Regions from separate parts of the Sus scrofa genome. Here region 2 is linked to region 1. The links are chromatin contacts, called in public HiChIP or PLAC-seq maps. All regions are on one chromosome and are shown on one strand. The core of a region is the stretch at or near the end of the contact, and the rest is flanking DNA. Distances in the headings are between cores, read along the strand shown. Region 1 holds the start of AUNIP (aurora kinase A and ninein-interacting protein). Region 2 holds the start of HMGN2 (high mobility group nucleosomal binding domain 2).

Region 1 (3,995 bases), core at 1,016-3,515:
AAGTAGAAGATAATGCCAGGTAGAAATGGATCCCATCCAGTGTCCCATACTTTTTTAGTCCCTGTCCCAGACAGCGAGCCCCAACCCTCCTAGCTCAAACCTCTGTGTCCTACACATCCTGTTCCCAGCAACTTTCCCAGTTCCCTTACTCACGATTCAGTGTTTATCCATTCATTGTTTCTTGGGCCTTTTCTCAGAGCCAGGCCACTGACTGGGCCCTGTGGATCAATACAGGATGGTGAAGGCTTTAAGATCGGAATGAACTGTAAGGGGAAGCACTGAGGAGGGAATAAGTAGTACTGCCTGGGACCCTCAGGGTCTTGGGTTGGGAAGGGTGACTAGGAGTTTGCAGATGGAAAAGGAGAAGGGTATTCCAGGAAGAGGGAAAAACCTGTCCGAAGACTAAGAGGTGTGGAAGGGAGAGTTCACTGGGGTTGGAGTGAGGGGTAGTTTGGGCCTTGACATGTCCTGGGTGCAATAAAGTGACTGTGGTAACAGATGCCTCTTTGTTTTTTGTGTCCTATCCTAGAGAGGGGACCCTGGTGCCCCTTTAGGCCTGCTCAGGGTGTTGGAGGAGGTTTTCAGGGGGAAGCTGAGGGTGGGCACAGGGAGGAGGGGGTAGTTCCTGCTTTATCTTTGCCTGGGGTTGGGGTTGGCACCTTATTCACTATGTATGTGAACTTTTTTTTTGGTGGGATAGGTAGAGGCAGTTTTATCACTAAATAAGTTTTAGAAATTAAAAGAATGTGGGAATTCCCATTGTGGCTCAGGGATAATGAACCCGACTAGTATCTATGAGGATGCAGGTTTGATCCCTGGCTTTGCTCAGTGGGTTAAGTATCCGGCATGTAGGTTGCAGATGCAGCTTGGATCGCAAGTTGCTGTGGCTCTGGCATAGACCGGCAGCTGTAGCTCTGATTCGACCCCTAGCCTGGGAACTTCCATATGCTGCATGTGTGCCCCCCCCAAATTAAAAGAATGTGGGAGTTCCCGTCGTGGCGCAGTGGTTAACGAATCCGACTAGGAACCATGAGGTTGCGGGTTCGATCCCTGCCCTTGCTCAGTGGGTTAATGATCCAGCATTGCCGTGAGCTGTGGTGTAGGTTGCAGACGCGGCTCGGATCCTGCGTTGCTGTGGCTCTGGCGTAGGCCGGTGGCTACAGCTCCGATTCAACCCCCAGCCTGGGAATCTCCATATGCCGCGGGAGCGGCCCAAGAAACAGCAACAACAACAACAACAAAAGACAAAAAAGACAAAAAGACAAAAAAATAAAAAATAAAAAATAAAAGAATGTGTTTAAATATATACTTTGACAAAGATTTCAATTTTGGACTTTCAATCAAGGATCTTTATGTTAACTTTTTATAATGTTGTTATATGTTAATGTTTACACTATTGCCATTTCCACAGTACACAAGCAATATAGATCAATATATGTACAGTGAGGGAAATTAGGAAGTACAGGTAAGCAAAGCAAAAAAAAAAAAAAAAAATCCTGGATGAAAAAAAAGTAACACTCCATTGCTAAAATAACCTGTTATATATATTACATCTATAGAGATTGTGGTTACAGATAAAAGAAGGATGGATGGGTTACCAGCGTTTTTTGCATTTCTGAAGAGCTTTCAGAATATACAAAATACTTTCACAAAACTTAATCTTTAAAATCCAACGCCATAGAGTAAGTGGTGAAAGCAGGACTGAAAGCTAGTTCCTGACTCCAAATTTTTAGTTTTCATTCTCCTTAACGTTTTCTAAATCCTCTCCCATGTGGTTTCATAGTTAAACTTTTTTTTTGTTTTGAATTACAAAAGTAATCCATTTAGGGTAGTCTTGAGGACCCCAGCTTTGGAGTTGGAGGACCAGAGCTTCAGCTCCTCCTCTTCCTTTTGAGATGTTCTTGAAGATTCACCTGTGAGACATGGCAAACTCTGAGCCCTGATGGTTATAAGAAAGTGCAACTAACTCAGCAAAAAGAAAACGCGCATTCCTTGTGCAACGTCGGGAACACGTTCATATAGCACAGTTTCAGAATACAATTCTTTTTTTTTTTTTGGTGCTTCTTAGGGCCGGACCGAAGGCATATGGTGGTTCCCAGTCTAGGGATCAAATCGGAGCTATGGCCCCGGCCACAGCCACAGCCACCCTGGATGCGAGCCGCATCTGCGACCTACACCACAGCTCACACCACAGCTCACAGCAACGCCGGATCTTTAACCCACTGAGTGACGCCAGAGATCGGACTGCGTCCTCACGGATGCTCGTCACATTCGTTTCCGCTGAGCCAGGAAGGGAACTCCCGGAGTACAACTCTTGAATGAGAAATCCGTAAAGAACGCGCCTTGGTAACTGGAAAGGCTCACGACGAATCAGATCTGTTGAGGTGGTAGTGAAGGTATCCATCCCATTGGGCTTAGGAGAGGGGCGGAGCCTGAGCTGGGGCGGAGCTGACGCTGGGGGCGGTGCCTGCGCCGGGCGGACGCGCCGTTGCTCCACCCCCAGCGTTGGCGCGAGATCTAAACTTCGGCGGGGTCTGTTATGGTGGTTCCCTAAGGCGGCCTGAGACTCAGCGGTGAGTTGCTTCGGCTTGTTCTCTTCACCGGCCATGAGGCGGAGAGGCCCGGAGGAGGAGGAGGAGGCCTGCGGCGTGTGGCTGGACGCGGCGGCGCTGAAGAGGCGGAAAGCGCAGGTGGGGTGTCGGGGCCAGAGGGGTTGGTGGGGAGGGTTTGGGGCCCCGAAGGCATGAGAAGGGAGGAGTTTGGGGGGGACAAGAAGGTGATGGGGGTAAAGTCGGGGGCCGAGTCGGAACAACTTTGGAAGTTTAGGGGAGAGAGGGATTGGAGTCTGAAGAAGGTTGAAAAGCAGGGTTTGGGAGGAGTGAAGAGAAAATGGGGGCGGAAGGCAGGCAGGCCGTGGAGGGATGTGGAGACCCTGGGGCAGCGAAGTTTCGAGGTGAGGGGAGAAGGTGGAGGGAAAATTTGCCCGGAAGAGCGTAATGGAGCAGACTCCTTAGGAGCTCACAGCCCCTACGGGACGGTAGCTGAGGATGAAGTGTGGAGGGCTGGCTGCTTATGCAAACTTGGCTAGTTCTTGCCCTGTGGGTCCCTCCTTGCCAGGTTGCCGGCCATTTACCTGCCCAGAACTTGTAAACTGTAGGGGGTAAAAAATAGATGAGACTGGAAGGGGAGCTGGCCTGATATTTATTGAGCATCCTCTGGGTGCCAAAAATACTGTGTTAAGTATTTAATGTGTATTATATGTAGCATCTCCCTTAGCGGAATAAGGAAACGCAGGTGAGGTAATTAACCCAGGTTCACCCAACTAGGAGAATTGAAAATTACACCCAGGTTTGGCACATATGCAAGAGTCTCTGTTAGTTATTACAGAAAAGCAAAAGGATGCTATAATAGTTCATGTTTATTGAGCATTTTAAGCTGGAGATTGTGCTATTTCAGATGAATTACCTTGTTTGGTACTCATCTACACAGTAGTGATATAATGATATTCATTTTACACTTGAAAAATAGCTTCAAAACAGACCCTAAGGGCAGGATTCTTCCTCAAGTTTATTACAGTCTTGTGGGGGAAGAAAACAGATGTATACATAATAGCAATATGTAATTTATTGAGTGCTTACTATGTGTCAGGCACTTTGCTGGTATATCACATGCCTTATAAGTGGCAGATACTCAAAAAGTTTGGTGAGACAATCTCCAGGTGGTGGTGGTGGTGGAGGTGGTGGAGGGGGAGCCTGTTTTTCCCCAGAGCGGCCATAAGCAAGCAGAACCAGGTGATCTACATGGGGCTAGTCAAGTCGGCTTTCCTGGCCTGTTTCAAGGAATGGGTTGGCTGCAGGGAAGGGACCCCTGAAGAAACCAAGGAATCCTGCCTCAGCTCCCAGATGAAGATGGTGATCACAGTGACAAAGAAAATAACACTTCTAAGTGGTGGTTTTGAAAAAGCGAGCCCTGTCAGCTGAAGAAGTCAGGAAGAT
Region 2 (3,995 bases), core at 804-3,303, 540 kb before region 1:
GTCTGCTTCACGCCGGATCTGGCCCAAAGCACGCAGGGACGCTGGGTGTCCGAAACCCAGCGGCCCCGGGAAGCCCGCGCAAAGCTGGAGCAAGGCGCGCAAAGCGCAGCCCGCGCCGCCGCGCCAGGCAGAAGCAACAGCTGCAGAAGGAGCTAACAAACCCCTCGGAGGCGGGGCTGGAGAGCCGTTGCCATGGCAGCCGTCGAGGGCGGGAGACGGAGGCGCACGCAGCCGGGGGAACTCGTGGGCGGCAGCGGCGCGCACCAGCGCGAGTCTCGTGCGCTGGGTCCGTGGGCGGCGCGCGAGTGGAGGAGGGGCCAACCCGAGAAGTCCCGCCCTCAGGGGGAGGGCCCCGCCCCCTCACGGCGGCAGTTTTTTGGCGGCAGCGCGTTCCCCCGCCCGCCAACCCCGAACGCCGCCTTCCCGCCCTTTCGGGTTTGAATTGCCCGCCCGCGGGGAGGGGAGGGGGCCTGGGGATGGGGGGGAGGGGGCGCGAGGCGGGCACGTCGAGCCCAGGGGAGCGGGATAAACAGCCGCCAACATGGCTCCTCCCGCCGCGGCCGCCGCTCCTCCAATATGGCCTCTGGCGCCCGCGGGCAGCCGAGCCGCGCAGGGTTACCCCGGGGCCGCCTGACACCGCCTCGAGCCACCGCGCCGGGCAGCCGAGCCTGCTTCAGCTCGGCGCCGATTCTCGCGCCCCAAAGCCGAGGAAGCGGCGGCGGCAGCATTGGTGATCACGGCGGCGGCCCAGAGCCTGGGGCCCTCGCGCCACGTACCTTTCTCTTGGGCATGGTGACGGCGGCGGGACGTAGGCGCTGGACACGGGGATGCAGTGGCGCGCGAGCTTTGGTCGGTCCAGGGGTCGCTCTCGCCTCTTCTTCACACTGCTCGGGCTCCGGGGGGTTTATAAAGTTTTTATAGCGCTGGGAGCCCCGGACCGGTTAGAACCGGATTTCACCTCCCGCCGCCGCTCATTGGCCCAGCTGGGGTCACGTGGGCGGGGTTTAAACTCACCTCCTCTGGAGGGAGTGAGGAGGGGGGTATGGGGGGGAGGGCGCGCGAGACGGCGGCGCGCCTAGGGGTGGGGGCGCAGTGGGGGAGGCGCACATCGAAGGCTATAGTTGAGAGGGGGCTGCGAGTCGGCGGGCTGTGGGTTTCGGCTCCCGCCAAGAGCTGGCTTTTGCAAACTACCAAGTTCCTTCCACCTTATGCAACCGAGCTATCCACTTCTCCAAGCCGTGCGACACTTAGGGCGCATCTCAGCCGCTTTCCTTCCTGTTCCCGCTGGGGGCCCCAGAAGAAAGGTTTGCTCAGCCTGGCCGCAATGTCCTTTGCCGGAGGCGGGAAGAAGCGCGCGGCTTCGAGGCACTGGTTGCAGTTCCCAGGGCCAAGGCTGACGCCGAAGTGGGAAAAGAGTGGAGAAGCCAGCTTGGCGCAGCTGGACGTGCATCCTTCCAAACCTCCACTCGGAGGAAGCTTTTCATGCACCTCACCTGGAAAGCGGTCCACTCGAGGTGGGTAGGGGTTCGAGGGGGGCACTTTACAAGCAGAGGTACATTTCGGGTGCAGTGGGGCAGGTAGGAGCTGTCCTTTCAGCACCCGTTGCTCAGCTGCCTCCCCAAGTATCAACGAAGCCCCCCAAAGCTTGTCGAGTGCCTCCCTTAGGTCCTTGTATTCCCACATCTCAGAACCCCGCCACAGAATGACGGAGAGTGGCCGCCAAGAAGGCTTACTAGCACTCCCCTCCCCCTAAGCTCCTCCCGCTTCGGAGACATCAAGCTCAGCTGCCCCCACCCGACGCGGTCACCAAGCCTGGGCGCTGCAAACGCAGCTGGCGAAATCCCTCCTTCCACACTGGCAGACTGGCTTCCTTTCACTTGCGCGAGGAAAAGGACAGTGGAGGAACGCGTCCGGGGGATTAGGAAACAAGTAGAGGAACAGGTGTTGAGATGGCAAAAGGGCTTTTCCAGTGGCTCCCCCTCCTCCGCCCCCAAAGCTAGGGATCTTGGAAGTAGCCAAGTGCACCTTGAGGGAGGTAGACAATTGCTGCAGCAAAACACAGTCTACTCTTGTACTGTTCGCAAACAAGTTTTACATCTAAGAATTTTTAAAATTCTGTTTGACACCCAAGAGAATACAATACGATAAATATCCTCAAGTTGGGGCTTGGCTCACAGGTGGGAGGACATTTAAATAGGTCCCACCTAGTTTCTTGAGGCAAGAGTTGAGCTGGTTTGTACAAATCACACCAGTAGAAAGCACCCACAAGGAGTTCATGTCAACTATTTGCAGTCGCTGTGCCTGTACAGCAGTGGTCCTCAGCCTCTTCTCCTCCCCACCCCTTCAGTGCCTCCTGAGGCAGCCCCTCCTCACCACACCCCACTGTGTACCTTTCCCAGAACACAGGACCTCAGGCCAAAGAGATACCAGCCTGATTAATCACTTCTGCTGTACCCCAATCTACACTGGAGAAAGTCAGACCCAGAAAGGAGACAGGACTCAACAATCATGCTCACAGGGCAGATTCCGTTTGCTGCCTCCAGCCCCTCTTTCCCGCCTTAATTGTAGGGCTCTGCATAACAGCCACATAATTCATGCCTCCCTAATTAAGGCTGTCAACAGCCCCATTGTAAAACTGGAAAATGTACAGCACCTGCTCTCTGGGAACCCTGTGCCAGGGATTGGTAGTGGGGAGTGCCAGGTGTGTGTGGGGGACTTGCCAAAGGGTACATTGATTGGCTTCTCAATCGCAGTGTCTGGCATTATGCTTGATTCTGGGAGCAGGGATGATGGCCAAGGAGTCTCTTGTGCCAGGTATCCAGGCATAGGAAGGGGAGGAGCAGACTGGAGTATAGTCAAGTTAGGGGTTTTAAAGAGTCTGCTCTTAGTACTGCTTGCAAGGCCCCACCTCACCCCTAGAGGGGGGTGCTGGGGAATCGGTTTGCAGAGAGTAAAATGTGAAGACTAAACAGAGTAGCTCTTGGGTGGTATTACCAGCTGGTGCTTGCTGCTCTGGGGCACCTGAAGCATAGAGTTGCTCAGGCCGACAGCTCTTCAAAGGCACTAATCCTCTCAGCAGCTCCTCAGTGAGGCCTGGGAGGGAGAGGTAAGGGAAAGGACACAGCCTTTCACTTGGCCCTCTTCTCCCTGCTGGGCAGCCTTGGCCTCACAAGCTGAGACTGCCATGCTGAAAATATATTGTCTCATGGGCCTACTTAGGGGCCCAGGTCAAACACGGACAGAAGCCTCAAAGAGTAAGGAGGTGGGAAGCAGAGTTGAGATGCAGAGGGCAGGAGGCAGTCAGTTGGGAGAAGTGCTTGTTTCTGTGCTCTTGGTCTTGACGTGTTCCAGGGAAGGAGGCCTGTGCTGGGTTAGATTCGCCAGGGCCTAAAGGCCCTTCTGTTACCCTGTAGCCATGGAGGGGGCCAGTCTCACTGGGGAGTGGAGCCTGGCCCCATGCCCCGCAAGAGGAGGAGAAAAGCTTGTGTGGGCTGAGTCGACAATAGGTAATTGGATTGTAATCACCCGCCTGGCTTCCGAGCGCCATTGGGGGCGCTGAGCCTTTCAGTGAGCAATCAGCACTGCGTGGTGGGAGGGGGTAGAGAGTCAATAGCAAATCCCAGGTGGAGAGCCAAGGGGGAGGAGCAGCAGATGGGCAAATTTTCTTTCTGTCTCTCCACTTCCTTGCCTAAATAACGCTGGCTGCCTATTAGCTATTTACCAGCAGATTCAAGGTGGAGCCACATCTTTTGTGAAGACTAAGATGGATGGGTAAAGGACCAGGGTTTGGGGGAGACCTCTTTCCTTGAAGGATTGCTGGTGGAAAAAGAAAGTACAGTGAGAAGCACAGGTAGAGGTGGCAAAAGTGGAAGAAGCAGGCAGCAGAAGGGCTATGGCCCCCTACTCACCAAACCTACTGGTGAACAGAGCTGGGTTTAGCGTACTTGTGGGAGACTCTCACCCTCAACCTTCCCCAAGGGCACTGTCCCAGGCAG

The links. HiChIP or PLAC-seq counts read pairs in DNA pulled down with a chosen protein or histone mark.
Region 2: an H3K27ac HiChIP or PLAC-seq map of alveolar macrophages shows a contact between it and region 1. The contact joins the promoter of HMGN2 here to the promoter of AUNIP in region 1. A contact is called at or near these places in 2 of 2 datasets of contacts at active chromatin or transcription factors (alveolar macrophages and skeletal muscle).

What each region holds. Positions count from the first base shown.
Region 1 is chr6:83,314,912-83,318,906 of Sscrofa11.1, reverse strand. It overlaps AUNIP (aurora kinase A and ninein-interacting protein), which reads left to right and starts at 2,265. Exons shown (of 3, transcript XM_013999063.2): 1 at 2,265-2,690. The coding sequence starts at 2,607. PAQR7 (progestin and adipoQ receptor family member VII) reads left to right here. Exons shown (of 3, transcript NM_213739.1): 3 at 1-495. It also overlaps the pseudogene LOC110261117.
Region 2 is chr6:83,855,172-83,859,166 of Sscrofa11.1, reverse strand. It overlaps HMGN2 (high mobility group nucleosomal binding domain 2), which reads right to left and starts at 2,053. Exons shown (of 7, transcript NM_001244114.1): 1 at 2,042-2,053; 2 at 777-874. The coding sequence starts at 791.